5 separate regions of the Mus musculus genome follow, and all the other regions are linked to region 4. A link is a contact called in public HiChIP or PLAC-seq and Micro-C data. All regions are on one chromosome and are shown on one strand. The core of a region is the stretch at or near the end of the contact, and the rest is flanking DNA. Distances in the headings are between cores, read along the strand shown.

The links. Hi-C and Micro-C count contacts between places; a contact is called where the count stands out from the background. HiChIP or PLAC-seq counts read pairs in DNA pulled down with a chosen protein or histone mark.
Region 1: an H3K27ac HiChIP or PLAC-seq map of embryonic stem cells shows a contact between it and region 4, with 5 times the contacts expected there. The contact joins two enhancer-like sites. A contact is called at or near these places in 1 of 15 datasets of contacts at CTCF or cohesin (pro-B cells), 1 of 484 Hi-C or Micro-C datasets (trophoblast stem cells), 7 of 115 datasets of contacts at active chromatin or transcription factors (embryonic stem cells, pancreatic cancer cells and stem cell-derived neural progenitor cells) and 1 of 9 other capture datasets (embryonic trunk).
Region 2: a contact with region 4 is called in a Micro-C map of embryonic stem cells, with 2.3 times the contacts expected there. The contact joins two enhancer-like sites. A contact is called at or near these places in 4 of 39 promoter capture datasets (cranial neural crest, liver, macrophages and 1 more), 1 of 15 datasets of contacts at CTCF or cohesin (pro-B cells), 4 of 484 Hi-C or Micro-C datasets (bone marrow-derived macrophages, embryonic fibroblasts, embryonic stem cells and 1 more), 3 of 115 datasets of contacts at active chromatin or transcription factors (T-cell acute lymphoblastic leukemia, embryonic basal ganglia and memory CD8 T cells) and 3 of 9 other capture datasets (adipose tissue, liver and pancreatic islet).
Region 3: an H3K27ac HiChIP or PLAC-seq map of embryonic stem cells shows a contact between it and region 4, with 15 read pairs. The contact joins the promoter of Urad here to the enhancer-like site in region 4. A contact is called at or near these places in 6 of 39 promoter capture datasets (the C10 cell line, the HPC-7 cell line, HPC-7-derived erythroid cells and 2 more), 5 of 484 Hi-C or Micro-C datasets (the AML12 cell line, the G1E-ER4 cell line, embryonic stem cells and 1 more), 4 of 115 datasets of contacts at active chromatin or transcription factors (all in embryonic stem cells) and 3 of 9 other capture datasets (embryonic stem cells, embryonic trunk and pancreatic islet).
Region 5: a contact with region 4 is called in an H3K27ac HiChIP or PLAC-seq map of trophoblast stem cells, with 3 times the contacts expected there. The contact joins the promoter of Gtf3a here to the enhancer-like site in region 4. A contact is called at or near these places in 8 of 39 promoter capture datasets (the 3T3-L1 cell line, 3T3-L1-derived adipocytes, the HPC-7 cell line and 4 more), 1 of 15 datasets of contacts at CTCF or cohesin (large pre-B cells), 2 of 484 Hi-C or Micro-C datasets (the N1E-115 cell line and embryonic stem cells), 13 of 115 datasets of contacts at active chromatin or transcription factors (acute myeloid leukemia, bone marrow-derived macrophages, embryonic basal ganglia and 9 more) and 3 of 9 other capture datasets (embryonic tail, liver and pancreatic islet).

The regions. Positions count from the first base shown.
Region 1 is chr5:146,911,257-146,913,956 of GRCm38.p6, reverse strand. No RefSeq gene overlaps it. Among named protein-coding and RNA genes, the nearest start is that of Gm10858, 16 kb to the right of the region's middle. Within about 2 kb of position 1,441, at least 50 of the 459 cell types and tissues checked have an H3K27ac peak or open chromatin away from gene starts, as enhancers often do. A contact at or near this core is called in embryonic stem cells and trophoblast stem cells, where this site is marked.
Region 2 is chr5:146,971,012-146,973,732 of GRCm38.p6, reverse strand. No RefSeq gene overlaps it. Among named protein-coding and RNA genes, the nearest start is that of Mtif3, 8.6 kb to the right of the region's middle. Within about 2 kb of position 1,337, at least 19 of the 459 cell types and tissues checked have an H3K27ac peak or open chromatin away from gene starts, as enhancers often do. A contact at or near this core is called in embryonic stem cells, where this site is marked.
Region 3 is chr5:147,321,067-147,323,766 of GRCm38.p6, reverse strand. Urad (ureidoimidazoline (2-oxo-4-hydroxy-4-carboxy-5) decarboxylase) reads left to right here and starts at 1,327. Exons shown (of 2, transcript NM_001039678.2): 1 at 1,327-1,610. The coding sequence starts at 1,436.
Region 4 is chr5:147,154,261-147,157,057 of GRCm38.p6, reverse strand. No RefSeq gene overlaps it. Among named protein-coding and RNA genes, the nearest start is that of Gm34994, 3.6 kb to the left of the region's middle. Within about 2 kb of position 1,372, at least 47 of the 459 cell types and tissues checked have an H3K27ac peak or open chromatin away from gene starts, as enhancers often do. A contact at or near this core is called in the N1E-115 cell line, embryonic basal ganglia, embryonic stem cells and 3 more, where this site is marked.
Region 5 is chr5:146,947,236-146,949,935 of GRCm38.p6, reverse strand. Gtf3a (general transcription factor III A) reads right to left here and starts at 1,279. Exons shown (of 9, transcript NM_025652.3): 1 at 961-1,279. The coding sequence starts at 1,155.

The sequences.
Region 1 (2,700 bases), core at 192-2,691, 240 kb after region 4:
TGCCACTCACCCTGCTGTGTCTGCTGTCTGACATCTAGATGTCAGGGCTGGGGAGGGCTAAGGGTGCTCCGTTTCACACTCAACGCCTGTCGGGGACTTTGCAGGTGGAACCAAATATTAAACACAGGCTGCTGGACCCTTGATCTGCTCAAATGTAAGAATTTTGAAATCTACAAACACTCCCATATGGGTGAAGACACCATGTGTGGGATCTGCTGGAAGGACCGGCCCAGTATGGTTGCTGGCCCAACCTCTCTGGATCAGGAGCTGCATGTTTGGGCCTGTCAGACTCCATGTCACATCTGAATAGGATACAGACAAGCATCCCAAACCACCAGCTCCCTGTCTGGAAGGATTCCTAGTAACACACCCGTAACTAAACCGGCCCCATAACAGGGGAAGCCTAAGGCTAATGGTTCTCGACTTACAGGGGTCTGCTTGAGGGTGGCTCCTCCTGATGAGGCGAAAGCAGGTGCTTTCAGGAGAAACAGGTACTTCAGGTTTTAAATGTGGCTCTTCTCCCTGGCTAGTGACATGCAATTTGATGCTCTTTCATGACGTGGGGGGTGGGGGGCGCAGATAGCAGTGATCTCAGCTCCCAGTCTATCCTGCAACTGATACATTGGGCCACAACCACATGCTAGATCTCTTCAGGGTTGGTGGACCACAGGGTTTTCCACTTAGGGTGTGTCAGCCTGGTGTATTTTTATTGAGGCACAGCCTGGTCATTACTTACGATGCAGCTGGCAATGGTGGTGCTTTAATCCCAGCACTTGGGAGGCAGAGGCGGGTGGATTTCTGTGAATTCGAGGCCAGCCTGGTCTACAGATGGAGTTCCGGGACAGTCAGGGATACACAGAGAAACCCTGTCTTGATCTCCACCACCCAAAGATGCCAATGGCTACTGGGAGTAGACAGTGTGCCAGACTCAATTCTTAGTTCCTTAAGCTCATTAGCTGAATTAGCCCTCCCAACACGTTCCTTACCTCTATTCTATATGTGAGCACACTTGGTTGCTGCACACAGCTTAAACCACTTGAAGGGGACCCAGGACATTCAGCCCCACCAGTCCTCCTGCTAAAGCTTGTTCAAAGCAGTCTGCTCCACTTATTTCTACGGGGAACAAGAGGGTGCCCTGGTGGAATAAGGACCAAGCAGCCATAGTGACAGTGGGGCAGAGGGTGGGCACCCTTTTCGTGATCTTTCCTTTTGCCTCGGGTAGACATCTTTGCACTTTCTCCTGTGTACAAATCGTTTCAGGATTCACCTTGTTTTGCTTTTCACTTGTTTCCCTTGAGAGATCCTGAACCAAGAGGGCGGGGGGGGGGGGGTGGGGGGGAGCAGCGAGAGCCACTTCAGCAAGCCACTTCCGGTTACCTGCTGCACCCTCCGGGGCAGCCAAGCGACACAGTGGCTAGGTCAGGGCGGTCTGTTTGCTGACTGCAAACAAGGGCCCTGCTGGGGACGTCAGGGGAGCAGCTGCTGAGTGCCCAGCGAAGCTCCAGTGTGGTTTGTAAAGTAAACGGACTCTAATTTGGACAAATACGGCAGGGGCCTGGAACTCAGGACAGATAAAGTTGCAAGGAAGTGCTGACCTGGAGGGACAAGGTTTCCAGGCCCCAGTGGGAAGTGGGAGTGGCCCAGGAATGCCCTGAACCTCCCAGAACTATAGCCTGCTCACAGCCATTTGACACCTTAGGCATTAAACAGGACATTTGTAGGAGAATGGGGAGGGGAAGTGGTCCACGGAGGTATTAAGTGTCTGTTTATAGTTACATCACCTTGTAGGAAACGCAAGTTCACTTAAGTCTGAGGTTTAACATGTCTATCCTACAGCTCAGGCAGGCACGAGAACATCAACTAGGCATCAAAATTTTCCTTTATAGTTTGTGTGTGTGTGTGTGTGTGTGTGTGTGTGTGTGTGTGTGTGTGTGTAATTGTCGAAAGGGAATGGAATTTTGTAGGAGAGAGCAGAGTGGCTGGCCCAGAGTGAGTGCTCAGTAGATGGCAGCAGATGGATGGTGTCTCATTTACAAGTATTCATTCAACAAACACAGTGCTTGTAGCAGAGTCCTGCTTCCCTAGCTCAGCCACAGCCTTCACTACAGCTCTGCTCCCTTGATGCACAACATCATCATGACATTTGGAAATGTCTGGAAACGGTAACGGTAACGAACTCGTCCAATTACACAGGGTGGTCCCAGGTGCGTGGTGAAGCCACTTGGCCACACAGTCGAGGGTTGCTACTCTCCAGGCACCTGGTGAGGTCAAACTTCAACCCAAACAGCAGTTTCCTTTAGGTGCCCAAGGCCAGCTCCCTCACCTCCTTCTGACTCTGCTGAATATACTGCCTCCAACTGTTTCATGCACAGGCGACAGGCCTCATCTAGGACCAATGTCTGCCTTTCTTAGGCTCTGGGAGGAACAGTGTGACTGAACAGTTCCCCTCTTCTGAGGAAGAACTGACTGGAGAAGTGTCCATTCATCAGGAGGAATTCCACAGAGGTTATTGGAGTGCCTCGTAGCTCCCCAGGATGGGTCCCTACAGCAGGGCGTGGCACTGAAGTCAGAACTCTCCAGGACAGGAGGCATCAGAGGCTCGAGAGGGGTGACCTGTGCCGGGCAGGCAGGAAGGGTCACTGCAAAGTTTCTATGAAGTTGGCTCACTCCAGAGAGGCTCATTTCATTCCCAGTGAACCA
Region 2 (2,721 bases), core at 88-2,587, 180 kb after region 4:
CTGACTCTAAATAAGGAGTCGTTGCGAAGCCTTCCCTTCGCAAGACTCAAGGGACGTCACTAAAGAGAGGGCAGAAAGGATGTAAGAGTTGCAGCATAAGGAGGAGAGCTGTGAGATGCCACCTTCCGGACGTGGCACGGCCATTGTACTCATTAACTCACCACAGCTGTGGTCACCTGCACTCAACCCACACAAGGTCAAGTCCAAAAGGTCACTCAGTATTTCAGTACTGGTGGGGGAAGGACGCATGAAGCACCACCCCTAGCTAAGGAGCCACTGGCAGTTGATAGCTGCTGGGGAAGGGAGCATTGAATTTCTTGAGGGGTGTGGCTGTTGGTAGACTCTCCATGCCAGGATAGTCCACTGGCACACAGTCATCGCTTTCTGTCAGAGATGGTTCTAAGGCAGGCATACGCTGCTGAAGCCTGGCAAAGCGGAAGACAGGTTTCCATTTAGTACTTCTGTCACAAATAACCATCGACGATCAACTGACCTCCTGCCTCAAGTTGCAAGCTGCCGGTCTGCTCTCTAGCTTCCCATAAGCCAAACTTCCACCCAGGTCTTACAGACTATGGGAGCGATGCTCAGGGCCAGAGTATCCTTTCATAGGCTGAGACCAGGCGTGGTCACGGAGAATACAGCCTGGCCAGGGCAGGCAAATGGACTGACCGACTGCTCTGTACAGAATACTGTAGGTGTGCTAATGAGGGTAACAGATACAGGAGAAGAAAAATCGCAATTCAATTCATCAGTAGAAAACTAGGGTAGGGATGGAGAGATGATGGCTCAGTGGTTAAGAGCACTGACTGCTCTTCCAAAGGTCCTGAGTTCAATTCCCAGCAACCACTTGGTGGCTCACAACCATCTGCAGTGGGCTCCGAAGCCCTCTGAAGATAGCTACAGGGTACTCATATAAATAAAATAAATAAATCTAAAAAGGAAAAGAAGCCGGGCGTGGTGGCGCATGCCTTTAATCCCAGCACTTGGGAGGCAGAGGCAGGCGGATTTCTGAGTTCGAGGCCAGCCTGGTCTACAGAGTGAGTTCCAGGACAGCCAGGGCTATACAGAGAAACCCTGTCTCAGAAAACCAAAAAAAATAAATAAATAAAAATAAAAAAATAAAAAGGAAAAGAAAGAAAACCAGGGTGATGTGGATTCTATTGGTTAAACTGCCATGTGTTGTTGGCACTTATTGAGAGTGGATTTTGATATCAAGGGGCTGCCTTGTCTCAGATTCAAGAATATTGGTGTCCTCTAAGACTAGAGTAACCCTCCTGGGGTACCCTGGGATTTGAGCCCTGTAATGGAGAAGGGGAAACACCCAACAGCTAATGCTATTCAAAGCATTGTGCTCTTAAGCACAGTTAGAAGGCAAACTGGTTCCAACAGGAGTTTCTATTCTTGTCCCCTTGATATTAAAAGACTTGTGGTGGGAACAAAAACAGTAGAGGCTCTTCCCTGGAGAGAATCCCAGGCTGGGCCTGAAAATCTGTCCCAGGATGAAGGCTCAGCAGCAAAGCCAGGATAACGGGTTTACCATCGTTGGCTTGGTTGTTTCGACCTGAGTTGAAACCATCTGGTCGCTACCCAATCTCTCTTTTCCTTTTGCTTGCTTCATGCTTAATAAACTCACTCTTTGAAACCTAAAGTGTGGCTGCCACAGGCTGTTCTCTGGACAGAACCACCCAACCCAAGCATTTTTGTTTTGTGTTATTGTTTGAAGGAAATGACAGGCAGGGAGCTTTGCTATGACAAGCTCATCCTGGCCAGAAGTCGATTTGGAGTAAGAGGAGCCAGAGGTTGCGTTAGACCAGGGAGACTGAACTTGACTTTGAAATTCAGGAGCGGGCGGGGGTGGGGGGGTGGGGGGGAGGGTAGTAAAGCTAACAAGGCAGATATAACAGTGAGATGAGGGAGGCTTTAGAAATAGCTCGAGTGTGAAGAGCGTTTGGTTTCAAAGGACCCAAGTTCGAGTGTGAGCGGTGGCTCACGATTGCCTATAAATCTAACTTCAGGGACATCTGAAGCCTCTCTCTCCCTGGGCCCTGCATTCCACCACTGTGTACACACTACCTCTCTACAGACACACAATTTTGAAGACAAACAAACAAAAACAATAAGATGTAGCAGGCAGAGTAAAGTCAGAAAAGAATAAACAACATATAAAAAGAATTGCAAATTCAGATTCCATGATATCATGGTCACTTAGCATAGCAGCATTTAGCACAGGGGTGTTGGTATTATAGTGTCATCCTATAATAGAGTAGTTATAATGATGTTGCCCTTTAAAAATCATATGCTACATTCCAGATATTAAAAACATTATTATAGAAAATATTAAAAATGATTAAAAAATTATATAATATAAGGGGCTAGAGAGATAACTCAGGCATTAGGACATACTGCTCTTCCAGAAGGCCAGAGTTCAAGTCCCTGTACCCATATCAGATGGCTCACAACCGCCTCCAACTCCAGAAGAATCTGATGACTCTGTCCTTCTTGGGCATCTTCACACACACACACACACACACACAGAGAGAGAGAGAGAGAGAGAGAGACATGCACATATGCAAAGACACACACAAATATATACATATACACATATACACATGCATATACAAACACGCGTACACACTTAGGCATGCACTTATAAGCACACATACACAAACATACATTCACATACATACACATACATATACATGCACACATAAACACACATAT
Region 3 (2,700 bases), core at 78-2,577, 170 kb before region 4:
CTTTAACATCCTTTAGCCTGTAGGCTAAGGCCACCCCTTCAAGCAGTGCTTTATAGTGATTGTACCAGCAGGGGGCGCCCGAGCACCACAGTTTCCGAAACAGAGTGTCAAACACCAGGTTTGACTTGTTACTGCCCCTTGGTACCTAGAAGGGCAAATATTGGGCGAAAGGAAAACAAGGCGTCTTTGGGGAGAATTTGTCCAGGGTGCAATCGTTTCTGGACTCGCGATAATGAGCGCTTTTCGTGCTTGTTCCTAGTCCCACACTGAGTTCTCCTGAGATCAGAGCCCCTCTCCTTCCCACACACTAGGGCAGGGGCGCCTCTCTTTGTGGCGCATGCCCCTACCCCACCCCCTTGCTGTGGTCTGTGGTCTTTCTAATCTTTTCTAGGCTGTTTCCCCTCCCCGCTCCCCCCTCCATCCCCCACCCCACCCCTACCCCGTGAAGAACACCACCAGTAACAGCCTTAGATAAACTGCTGCTGTGATAAAACACTTACCAAAAACAATCTAGGGAAGGCAAAGGTTTGTTTCAGTTTATAGTTTATAGGCTGTTGTTGAAAGAATCCAAGCCAAGAACTCAAGGTGAGAACCTGGAAGGCAGATTCAACCCTCTCTTCTTGGGCACAAACACACACACACACACACACACACACACACACGCTTGTACACATACAAAATACACCTAATTAAAAAAATATTTTTTTAAACGAGAGAAGATAGCACACTCCACCAGAGGCACCTTACCCTGTTCTGTTTACACTAATTAAGTCTATGTGGTGTTAAGCATTTAGAGTTCAAAGAAAGATTAAAACGCAGTGCCTGTGCTCTAGAGCAACAGCAAGGACAGATGAGGTGCTTGTGAGTTACCGTGTGGGTGCTGGGGACAGAACCAGGGTTGTCCCTGAGGACACTGTCCTGGTAATCCAGGCAGGTCACAGGGCCACCTGTTTGGTCTGCATGTGGTACACAGATTACATGCAGGTAAAAGCATACGTGCACACAGACAAGATGGTAATGGCACCAAGTGTCTGTCTCATTACATACGGCCACCGCCGCCACCTCTTGTTATGGCAATGCCTCGGGTGGAATCATTCTTTCTGCAGAAGTCTCTGCTCTCCTGATCATAGCCTTAAGCGGAGGTGGCGGATAGCTCAGTATTCGGGTGCTCCTCGAGCATGCGTGAGACCCTGGGTTCTGTCTCCAGCACACATATTACCCCTACCACCAACAAAACAGTTAAACCTGTGTTTCTCATCGCAGGACCGTTCTGGATAAGCTCCTCCCAGAGATATTTAAACCAGGGTCAGCTGCCCTTGCACAGGGCCAGCATGTGTGTTCAGCAAACACAACCCATGAGGAGGAATTAGCTCACTCGCTCGATGAGAGCGGACCACAGGCAGGGCAGAACACTGCCTCCAGTCCAGGATCAGCCATGGACATGGTGAAGGTCAATTCCATGGACTTCGGAGAATTTGTGGATGTGTTTGGGAACATTGTTGAGAAATGCCCTCTGATTGCCGCTGCTGTCTGGTCCCAGCGTCCATTCTCTGGCTTGGAAGACTTAGAAAATCACTTTTTTGCCTTTATTGATGCTCTCCCGAGATCAGGTAAGACTTCAGGACCGTGTGCGCGAAGTCATTTTCAATATTGTATATAAAAATATTTTAGATTACTTTAGCCTCCTTACTCAGTTATTTAGCCGGGATTATTAGAAGGATCAGTAGACATCCTTTCAAACGCTAGTCTCTTGAAGGTGGACACAAGAACATGGGGGCGGGATGGGCAAGGTAGCATGGATGGCCGAGGACAGCGGAGGCAGAGGGAGGACAATCTCTGAGGTCGAGACCAGCCTGATCTAGAGCGAGTTCCAGGACGGCCAGGGCTATTGGAGGTCAAGAATGGGAACAGGGCAAAGGCCTTGGTGACTCAGAAGCTGAAGGCCCACTTTGGCAATGCCCTGGATGAAAGAGAGGATAGCGAGGACCTCCCAGGGACCCCAGAGAGGAACGGGAAGCGCTGAGCGATTTTCAAAAAAAAAGGGCCGGTTTGGACCAGACAAGGATGCATTCATTTAGATCCCAAGACTCTTTGCAGAGAGAAGTAAAATGGGAGCAAAGCAATGTTTTCTGGGGAGAGTGGGCCACAGGGTGGGGAGAAGAGGGGGTAGAGGTTTATTCAGGATGGCACAGCGGCCGAAGGTCCAAAGGTACATAGTCCCTGTTCATAGGCTACTATGGGTTCTGAGAATAAACCCGACATGCCCTTGGGGAACAAAGTCAGAGGGTAGGAGTCACCTGCCCTTGAGACTGTTCTTAGTCTTCGGTCAGGAGGGTGGTCTCAGGACAGAGCAGGCACTCGCAGCTGCGTTCAGTATGGCTGTGACACTCTGTGGATTCTCAGACTCCTCTGTATGGCTGCCTATGAGAACTTACAGAGGAAGAGCACAGGTCCAGGTTATAAAATCAAGCTGAGGACTGGAGAGATGGCTCAGCAGTTAGGAGCACTGGCTGCTCTTCCAGTGGACTGGAGATCAATTTTAAGCACACATTCCCCACCCCCCAAAGATGCTCGCAAAGGCGTCTAACTCCAGGATCTGGTGTCCTGCTCTGGCCTCCGTAAACACCAAGGACACATGTGATGTGCAGACATACATGCAAACAAAACACTCAAATATGTGAAATTTAAGTGTGTGTGTGT
Region 4 (2,797 bases), core at 123-2,622:
GTGGTAGAGCACCTGCCTAGCAGGTTTGAAGCCTTTGACTTCTAACCTAAGAACTGCAAAAGAAATTTCCGGGCTTTTGAAGATGTCTGGAGTGTTAGGAACCAGGTCCACCCTCACCCACCTTCAGCAACTCAGTTCCAGCAGCCACATCGTCACCTACCGCCAAATGCCATACATTTCTGTTGTCACCACATATATAGCCTTATATACACATATATACATACACATCTATGGATTTACTTCATTTTGTGCTCCCCCTACAACCTCACTCCCCCACCCCCCTACCCCCCCCAACCCACCCCCGCGCAATAAATCTCTCCCCTGAGATCTGTTGCATGGAGTGGCTTTGTGGCATTCCTTGGCCCCAACCCACCAAAACCCTTACAAGGAGTGCATTTGCAAGGACCCCCAACCCCTTACCACATGCAGATCCTAGCACTTCCTCCTCCTCCATGCAATCTGGAATCTAGGAGCCACACCCTTTGTTTACATATAGTTAAGTTACCACTAACCAAACCTTCCTGAAATGCTCTCTCCCTCTGAACTCCCGGCAACACCCAGTGAGACTGGGTTCTGATCTACTGCATTTTATTTGTGGGCCAACCAGAGAGTCACAAAGAGTAGTGACTTCTTCCCCCTCATAGACTTTATCCCCTCTCCCCTCATTCTTAGTTTCAAAGATAAATAGCTCTTGTTCCTTATGTGGCATTCTCTTACAGTGGGACCTCCCAACCTCAGCAACAAATATCCACAAATACTGAAGCCACAACCCAAGGAGGGCCTCCAACAAGCGAGGCTGCTGATGCGGTGTGTTTTCACATATGGTTAATGGGTAGCGTGCTTTATAACCTACGCGTGCTTTTTAGAAGATAAACCAAGGAAATCTGTGCCAGGCAACACATCAGGGCATGAGTCCCTGGGCCACCAACATCTCTGAGAAGCTGGTCCAGGTAGCCCCCAAATCCCAGAATCACCCAGACCTACATCCTCCTCTCAGATCTCCACTTTCCAGCATCCCCAAGAACTTGACTTTAGAAATTCCACGCACGCTCTGAACCTCCTCCAGCACCGGGTGTCTCTCTGTACTCAGAGGCCGGGCAGCTGAGGGGGAGGGGGGACTCAGGAGGGGGGCGTCATAGAGTGGAAGGATACAAACTTGGGAAATAAACATTTTTTGGGAACCCTCCAGATTGTCTTAGAATCAGCGGGACTCATGAGCCAGCCACAATAGGTTCACTTTCATGTGGGTGCAGAAGCAGGCAAGACTTCCAGGCAAAAAGTGTGAATGTGAATTTAGCTAGTTTTGGATAAAGCCGCCTTTCAGCGTCACTACACAGCGTGAATGCAGGCGCGGTGGAGTTACAACTTAATGAGCTGAGGGGAAGTGCACAGGGTCAGGCCTCATCTCCCAGCCTCTGTCATGCTAATCAGCTAGGCAGCCTGCATCTGAAAAACTGCTGGAATTTTTATTTGCATTTCATTTGCTTGGAAGGAAGTTGACCCAGATGGTCCACAAAGGCCCTAGGAGGCTGGCAAGCAGTGTGGAGGCTGCACACTTCTCCGAGGGCCTGCCCTTGTCTGCCCATCCCTCTTTGAGCGGAGGGCATAAAAGATTAAAACAGCGGAAGGGAATTGATTTCATGATTTTTAGATAATTTCCCCAAGATTTTAGAAAGGACCTCCAAAAAACCTAATTTAATCAGCCAGGAGCTCAATAGTAATTACAGGGAAGAAAAGCTGGGGTAATGAAAGAGGTGGAAAGGATTTTTTGCTGTTGCCAGTGGGAACCTTTTTCTTAATAGGATAAGCCCAAAAACTAAACGATGTTAATAGCATCAAGCACCGGCGGCCAGAGCCCACGGCTGGCGCCTCAGTGAGTGGATGATGGATTGCCCAAGCCACTGCTCTCGCCAAGGGGAGCTCCGACAGTTGGCCACAGAGGTGATCTGCCTGGCATTTCCATAAGCGATTGCCTGCATCTCAGAGCTTGGGGGTCTGTGAGCTAGTCTGGGGTTTTGTCTCTACAAAGTCCCTTCAGTGGAGGGCGGCTCAGTCCTATCCAGGTAAGACGTTTACCTCAGCACTAGCCTTGATGACATAGTTTTTGAGAGCTTTCGGTGTCTAAATCAGGGCTGTGTCTTCTGTCGGCTGTGTGACCTGGGCGGGGAGTGGGGGGGGGGGGGAGGGGGTGATTAGCCTTACTTCATTTCCATGCACAGAGACTCCAGAGTTAGGATACTATTTGGTCTCCATTCCAAGTACGAAGGCACAGAGCTGCAAATGGCTGTCCTACTGATATGGTATAGGGCCAGGCACCCAGAGGAGAATACAAATGCCTTTACAGAAGTTTTTAAGGGGTCTGGAGAGAGGGCTTTGTGATTAAGAGCACTGGCTGCTCTTCTAGAAGCCCTGGGTTTGGGATTCCCAGAACCTTCGTAGGAGCTCACAACTGTCTGGCACTCTCTTCTGGCCTTCTAGGACATCAGGCAATCACGTCGTACACACATATAAAAGCAGGCAAAACATACATTCATATAATGTGTGTGTGTGTGTGTGTGTGTGTGTGTGTTTATACATGCAGGTTTACCACAGTGATCAAATGAAGATCAGAGAACACCTTGTGGGAATCATTCCTACCATGTTGCCAGTCCATTGATCAAAGCAGATGTCAGTCAGTGTAAAACACTCCTTACTTAGCATATAGTGGACACAGCAACCAACTGGAAACAAATATTCAGTTCCTACGAGGTAGTGAGAGAAGTAAAGCCTGGATCCCCTTGTTCTTCATGGGGTTCAG
Region 5 (2,700 bases), core at 30-2,529, 210 kb after region 4:
CAGCTGAAAAAGCTCACAGGTGCAAAGGCAACCGAAGGAAACAGCTCCCAGCCCCAAACACAATCTCCAAGTGGGACCCTGGAGGTGGGGAAGGGGATGCTGTCATGAATCCACAGTAAAGCTATATCATATCCTAACATCCAGTTCTGTGTTTCCCAACTATGGAAATAATCTGAAATACAGGAAAGGTGGCATCAAGCCTTCAATCACAGCCAGTGGACAGGAAGACACAAGTGAGCCACACTGCTCAGCACGGCGTCAAAGAACCTTGTTCAGATCCAGTCCCAGGGCAGGACCCGTACTAATCAAATTATTGTCGAGTTTGGAACAATAAACACAACTTCAAAGCCACGTGTGGTGGTGCACACCTTTAATACTAGCACTCTGGAGGCAGAGGCAAGTGGATCTTTGAGTTCGAGGCCAGTCAGGTCTACAGAGTGAGTTCAGAGTGAGTTACACAGAGAAACCCCGTCTCAAAAAAACAATGATAATAATGATGATGGTGATGAACCACAACTTTTAAGTGTCCACTAGAAAGCAAGCTCTGCCTCGGACACAGGGACAAAGAAAGGCCAAAATGTGGGAACAGAATGGTCAAAGAGAAACAGGGATAAAGTTACAAAGTATGTTATGAGGGACAACAGTGGGTTGGTAAGTCTGTCAAGAGATAGACCAGGGTACAACCAAATATAAGAACCAGGGTAAAGGGCCAAGCAGGAAGGCTTTTCCTGACCACCTTTACCCACAGCCTTAGTACCCGACCAAAGCCCGCCTGCAATTAAAAGGGTGCACACTTGTTGCTTGCAGGAAATCCTGACATCCTAGAATTCGGTCTTTGCAGAGCGCCTGCCCTGCCCTGCCCTGCCCTGCCCTGCCCTGCCCTGCCCTGCCCTGCCCCAGCCAAGCCCAGGACGCAGCCCCTGCGCCAGGCCCTGCCGTGCACACGGGCGGCCAGGTTACCTCCCCCGTGTGTTTGCATAGGTGCGCGTCTAGCTTCCAGGCTTTGTTGTAACTGGCGCTGCAGTCGGGAAAGGAGCAGATGAACCTGCTGGGCAGCGCGGGGCGCGGCGGCGCGGGGCCCTCACAGGCCCCGACGAACGCATCCGCGATGGTCAGCGACGACACCGCTTCCGCGACTGACACCCGCGGCTCCAGGGCGACACGATCGGGCCCGGGCTGACGCGGGGCAGCCACGTGCCGTCCCCGGGAACGCGGGACGCAAGCCACTGGCGCCCGGAGACTTTGAACTTCCGGGAACGCGGCCCGCTAAGGCTCCAGGCCCCGCCCCTTAGCCCCCCCCCCACGCGCGCCACGACTGCGCATGCTCCCAGAGGCCGTAGAGCCCGGTTGCACATGCGCATCCAGGACTCGTCCACGGCGAGAGGCAGCCAGGCTCTGGGCTCTGGTTTCGCGGCTTAGGGAAACGGAAGCGCTGCTTAAACGTCCCAAATATCAACCTGACATGACTTAAGGTGGCCTGTTTTTCACATTCCAGTTTTGCCCTCTGCATCCTGCCACTAGCCTCAGGACATGGTGAATCCCAAGCTTGTCTGCTCCTTCGAGTCACGTGGAATTTTTTTTCAAAATTCCGAAGCCCAGAACTTAACCAGGACCAATTAAACCTTAATTTCTGACAGCAATTGTGCTGGTGTTTTGTCAACTTTCCTTTTGTATCACTGAGTCCTCTAGTGTTTGACGCTGTTTTCAGTTGTGGGATTTCCTCTTTCCCTTATCTTGATTTAATCTCCGTAATGGCAGAGACTGGAAAATACCCTATTCGAATCCTCCCTGGCAAAGTGTAGTGCATCAATGAAGGGCAGAACCGATCTTTCTGCTAGTTGGATGACGACAACCATGGGAAATCTTAAAGCTTGTTTGTTTGTTTGTTTGTTTGTTTGGTTTTGGTTTTTCGAGACAGGGTTTCTCTGTATAGCCCTGGCTGACCTGGACTTCACTTTGTAGACCAGGCTGGCCTCGAACTCAGAAATCCGCCTGCCTCTGCCTCCCGAGTGCTGGGATTAAAGGCGTGCGCCACCACACCCAGCTTTTTTTTTTTTTTTTTTTTTTTTTTAATGAATATCTTTACTGAAGAAGGTTAAAATGTACTTTATTCCAGTCAAACTAATCTACAAGAAAAAGGATTGAATGGAGGGCGGTCTCAACACTGTTGACAGGTCATTCTCTGTGCGGCCCTGTTGGGATCTCATGCTCACGGCCCCCTCTGCTCCTTGTAGTCATGCCCCATGCGCATGTGCAGATTGCTGGCCGGCTCTTCCTTCCTTCCAGTCCCTCTTCCCCTTTCTCACTCTCTTGTCTGCTCTACCCCATCAGCGGACACTCTTCTTTCAGCTCCAGTCTTCTGTCTCTCCTTTTCCCTGAAGATGAGCTTCTAGAAGATTCTGAGATCCCACCCCTGTGACCATTGTTTTCCAAGGATTTTGGTCTCAGTCAAGCAGCCTGGACTTCTTCATCTTCTTTTTCTCCTCCTGCTTGATAACCCTGGTTAGACAATATGGGACCCAGCCAGGATTCAGGTTCTTTCCAGACCCTAACATACCAGTTTCGGGAATGGGGAGTGTGTTTGGGGGAGGGGGGCAGATTGTGAGTCATGAACATGGACAGAACTAGCCCAGTAGTGGTAGTGCATGGCTTTAACCCCACACAGGAGGCAGAAACAGGTGGATCTCTGAATTCAAAGCC